2 separate regions of the Sus scrofa genome follow, and region 2 is linked to region 1. Evidence: chromatin contacts called from public Hi-C data. All regions are on one chromosome and are shown on one strand. Each heading gives the region's core, a stretch centred on a gene start, on an enhancer-like site or on the middle of the called end of the contact. The rest is flanking DNA. Distances are from core to core; before and after follow the strand shown. Region 1 has its middle 29 kb from the start of DAB2. Region 2 has its middle 96 kb from the start of DAB2.

The links. A called contact is a pair of places that touch in the nucleus more often than the background predicts.
Region 2: a contact with region 1 is called in a Hi-C map of subcutaneous adipose tissue, with 3 times the contacts expected there. The contact joins two enhancer-like sites. A contact is called at or near these places in 9 of 47 Hi-C or Micro-C datasets (embryonic fibroblasts, fetal heart ventricle, heart right ventricle and 5 more).

Annotation. Positions count from the first base shown.
Region 1 is chr16:24,804,178-24,806,877 of Sscrofa11.1, reverse strand. No RefSeq gene overlaps it. Among named protein-coding and RNA genes, the nearest start is that of DAB2, 29 kb to the right of the region's middle. Within about 2 kb of position 1,382, at least 2 of the 83 cell types and tissues checked have an H3K27ac peak or open chromatin away from gene starts, as enhancers often do.
Region 2 is chr16:24,871,611-24,874,310 of Sscrofa11.1, reverse strand. No RefSeq gene overlaps it. Among named protein-coding and RNA genes, the nearest start is that of DAB2, 96 kb to the right of the region's middle. Within about 2 kb of position 1,285, at least 1 of the 83 cell types and tissues checked has an H3K27ac peak or open chromatin away from gene starts, as enhancers often do.

The DNA.
Region 1 (2,700 bases), core at 133-2,632:
TGTCCATCTCCCTCTGTATCCGTCTTATAAGGATACACATGATGGCATTTATGTCCCTCTCTAATAATCTCATATTCAAGCATCTTAAACTTAATCACATTTGTAAAGTCTTTTTTGCCATGTAAGGAAATATTCACAAGTTCCAGATATCTTGGGGGGACTGTTATGCAGCCTACCACATTGATATTTAGTACTTCAGAAATCAGAGGATTTTGCTTCCCCAGCAGTATATTATAGGAGTAATCCCTCTCTCTCTCTCTCTCTCTCTCACACACACACACACAGACACAAAATCCCTCCCTCTCTTTCTCCCTCCCCTTCCTCATACCCCGTCCCATTTACCTAATATATGTTTGTATGTGTGCGTGTATATCTGTCAAGTGCTTGACTAAATAGAAATTTTTCCTTGCCTACTGAAAGACTGGGATAGGCAGCTGCAAGCCAGTGAGGACCTGTATCTCTGCAAGATTGCGATTCTTTTGGATTTTATAGCATGCCTATTGCCACATGGTCACAAAAAAGCTGTCCCAGACCCCAGGCATTCTGGAAGGAAGGAATAAGAATTTTTCCAGCTGCTTCTGTTTATCAGTAAACCCAAACTTTCCCTGAAAACTCTTAGGAGACATCCTTTTATGTCCTTTTGACCAGAAGTGTGTCCTTCATCACCAGGTGCTTAGGAAGCTGGGAAAGGAAAATCTAGCTTTTCTAGCATGGATAATAGAAGGCATCAAGACAGATGAGAGATAACTGCTGTGTAAGCCACGCAACAGGGTCTCAGGATACCTGGTCTGTAGAAATGTTGGAGGGAGGGTGTACAGGGCAGAGGAAGAAGGAGAAACAGAAAGGTAGAATTCTTACTGAAGACCGACTAGGAGTTGGGCAAGCCTAGTAGTTCCAAACAATCTTATTCCATCTTCACAAGAATCTTCTGAGGGCAGAATTAGTATCCCCATCTTGCAGAGAAGAAACAGATAGGATACAAACCCACGCTAGGATACAAATGATCAAGCCAGGAATAAAACTTAATTGTGTCTGAGTCTAGACACTAAGCTCCTTCTAGTGTCCAAAATGAATTCTCAGACCAGTTAGAACATCTGTAGTTGACTTTTTTCCCTAGCAGCCACCCTTCTTCCAAAGCTATTTTATTTTGACAGTGTTGACCAAAACTCAGAGCACTTCACCCAGATCATAAGTCTGCTCCAGGGCTGTGGCTATAGGGGCAGCTAAAATACTCCAGTTTCATCATAAACCTGTCAGGACAGGCAGGGCCTGGTCACCACATTGCAATATGCAGTGGAGACGGGAATGTGGCACAGTGAGCCTGAGAGCATGTCCCCACTGCGGAGAATGGGATTCCTGGGCTTCCCGTGACACATGTGATGCTTCTCACCAAGAATCATTGGCTAAATTGTGTTTGTTGGTGACAAGTGCTAACAGGAATGTGGCTCAAGTATTGCTGCTGACATTTGGAGTTAAATCAGACTTATGTCTCCAAATCTGCCTTTTATAGACATGAGTTTCCAAATATATGGTTGAGAGAACTTTATAGAGAGGAAGCTCCATTGATGGAGGTTGGCTTATACTATTAAAGAAAGGAAACTCCTCTGTTAAAAGTTTTTACAAGCATAGAAAATGTAGACAAGAAGAAAAACATATCATTTACAAATCTGCTCCAGAAGGAAAACAGTCCTTTTTGGATGATCTGAATTGTGTCTCCTTTTACCTCCTCTCCTTCTCCTTGAATGAATCCAGTGCTTTCTGTCCCTGTTGGGCTTATATAATTCAAACTCAGCAGTTTTTGTGTGCTTTATGAAAACAGTGGAGAAAATAAAAATCTTGGTCCAACCAAAGAAACACACCGTTTAAGACAAAACAAGTTTTGGATTTACATTTTGTTTTGATAAAGTATCGTGATTGTAGAAATACAAGTTAGCCAATATCTAGAGGATCGCAGATCCTAAAAATGATTTTATTCCCTTACAGTTAAAGAATGTTCCACACAGTGAAGATACAAAGTAAGATTTCCTAATTTGCACATTCTTCATGGTTAATAGGGGTTACTGAATTTATTCATCCATGAAAATAAGCACTGGCCCATCTTCCTATGGCTCTGGAAGAACAGGTAAGTGCTAGAGACTCAGGAGTGAGGAAACCAACTCCTGGAAGAGATCTAACCCCTTTAAAGTGAGTAAAACTAGAAAAGAAATCTGCTTGAAAATCATTATGCCATATACCTCAAACTTATACAAGGGTATATGCCAATTATATTTCAGTAAAACCAAAAGAAAAACAAAGAGATCTCTTCTCAGCTTGTTGGGAACACACACTGGGTTTGGACCCAGATTCTGTATTACTCAAAGCCAGTAAGTCTAACTCAACACACCCTTCATGCCTACACTTTCTTTGATTACTGGCCAGCAAGAATGGCCCCAGAGACAGGCACCAAATGCCAGCAGAGTCACCATTACAGACCCACATGTGACACCCGCTATCAGAAAGAGACATTGGATTTGAGCCCTGTTGGATCTGTGGAGACTCTGGCTCCCCCTAAGTCTGCCTGGAGAAGCTGAGTAATGTACCGGGAAGTACAAGAAAGTCATTCCCATAAGGGGTGAATTTGGACCAATGCAAAAAAAGAGATGGGGAGAAAGCCAGAAGATAAATTGCCCACCCTTCTTCCTCTACAGACAGTTCTGAGAT
Region 2 (2,700 bases), core at 36-2,535, 68 kb before region 1:
AGAGGAAGGAAAAATGGCACCCAGAGTGGTATGAAGAAAAGAACACAGGCAAGGAAATAAGGCAACAATTGGCATAATTAATATTTCAGCTTTACCTGAAATGTGGAGTAAAGAATAAACACAATAATATAATCCCCTGTGAAATTCCATGATCTGGAAGAGGGTGGTGACTTCTCACAAAATGTAGATGGGAAGCTCAAGCTTTTTATTTGAATATTAATGAAGAGGAATCCCCCTGGAGGATTTCAATATATTTAGATAGTCTACTGATTTCCAAGGTGACAAGTTAATAGAATAAATGAACCATGCAGTATTTTAGAGACAAGATCCCCATTACTTTGTTCCCTTTTGGTTAAAATAGGTGTTTTATTATCAGATTTCTGAAGGTAATCTCTTAAACCAAAGGGGCCTTTGTATAGCATAACAAACCAAAGAGGAGATGGTATTTCTGGAAGGAGAAGGAAAGGCCTTTATAGTGCTTTATATTATTCATATAACAAAGCAATTTTATAAATTCAAAGTTGTCTTGTAATAAAAAATCCAAATTCCTTTTTAGAAGAAGTGTCCTCATTTTACGTAGGGCTGCTCTTCACTTTATGGTTTTCAAATCTCCCACTAAGGATAGTATCCTCCTTCTCTTTAAGTAGAACTGACCCTTTCTTCGTTGGTTCCTAGCACTTACAGGGCATGAGTTCATAGAGAGGAAGGGGATTGGGACATGGTGTATCAGCTACATAATGTCATGCCGTTTAACCAGACAGCTCTCAGTGGCTTAACACAATCCACTGGGCGTCTATGTGAAGTTGATCTCAGTATCAGTGGGGTGTTTATTGGGGAATCTTCTACTTGGTGATTCCAGGACCTGACTCCTTCCATCTTACAACTAGGCCATCCCCAAGGCCTTTGAAATTCTCTGCCAGGTTCTCAGAAGCTTGCTAGCAGATGGAGAGAGAAAGACTAATGCACAGAAAGATTTTATAGCCCAGGCCTTGAAGTAGCACCCATCTTTCCACTGATATTCCATTGGCTATAACTCAGTCACATGACCAGCCCTAACTAATTGCAGGAGAGGATGGGATTTGTAGTCTGTTTATCCAGAAAGGAAAATAAATGTCTTTGGTAGACATCTTGCTGGTCTCTGCCAAAAGGTGCATATCATTAGCTGTGACACAACTTCCTTTTTCTAAAACATGTATATTTAACAATTTTGTAAAAAAAAATTATTTCAATTTCCAGGATCAAAGACACACCTATAATCATATCCAAGAACTAAAAATGTTCTACCGCTAACTACATCATGTTATTGCTCCCGTTTTAAAAGTTCCCACCCCTGCTCACCTCCTTTAATACTGACAGTACTCAGAATAGGAGTATGTATTTAATAAAAGGACATCTGGCTCTTCTTAATGTCCAAATTATCAAAATTTTATGCATCTATGTCAGCCCTTTATATGTTTCCTTTGAAAGAGGTTCAAGTAAAGTTCACTTTGACAGAAAGCTGTAATGACTTCATGCATTAATTAACCTGCTTAAGAGTAAGAGCTCTAAATGAAGGCAGCAGTCCTGTCTGTCATCAGCTTTGCACCAGCTTTGCCACTATCTTGCTGGAAGTATTTTTGAATGCTCAGAATGCATTTTCTCCAGCTGTCATAGAGATGATCTTATGGTATAACAGGCCATTACAATTCTCTATGCCGTGAAGTATGGCAAACTCTAATGCTGTCAAAGTTCCTGCAGTCACTCAAAGTTCATGCAGAATGGGGGCATACACTGTTGCCTTAGGACCTGGGGTTCCGCAAGCCCTGGACTCATACTTTAATTGAAGTCACACTTCAACCCTTGAGCAATCTGATTCAGAAGACTTGGTGTCAGTGCTTAAGCATCTGCATTTTAAATGTTCCATAGTCAGGAGTTCCCTCATGTCTCACCAGGTTAAGGATCCAGCATTATCAGTGCTGTGGCACAGGTTCAATCTCTGGTCTAGGAAGTTCTGCATGCCATGGGCATGGCCAAAAAAAAGCTCCATAGTCAACTGCAGTTGTCTTACCAGTAGAATCATAGATCCACATTTGGTCCAAAACATACTGTATGCGTGCACTAATGTATAAGGTCATCCACTAGACTGGAACAAGAAAAGAAAATTCTGGAACACAATGTATGTTTAATTGTTATGAATAAAATAAGAACAAAATTAAGTTGAGGTAATATTAGTATAAAGATTAATGCTGTCAAGCTTACTCAGATCTCTCTGGCCTAAGAAGAGAATTATCCTGATGGAAAAGTGAGTGTCCCACAGATTTGAAGGGAGCCAGTCAAGTGGATTAGTAAATTAAACTGTGTGGTTTTAATTAAGTAATCCTTATTTTTAAAATGGGGAAAAGTCTGTAAAAGATTCTTCTAAAAAACTTGTGATTGAACATAATATTAATATATTATGCATAATACACAATAATTATAATGTATAATATATATATTATGTTATTAATAATACATACAAGCAAAATTGATCAACCCAAAACTAAGAGAGCTGACTTCTCCATAAATCTGTGTTAGCCACATGGGGGAATGGGGGTGTTAAGTAATGCTCTCATAAATTGATGTTACCTAGGATGTATTTTGGGAGGAAAAAAAGATCTTTTTCAATCTCCTTATTGTAAGGAAGACATTTTTAAATGATTGAAGAAATAATTGCTTTTTAAA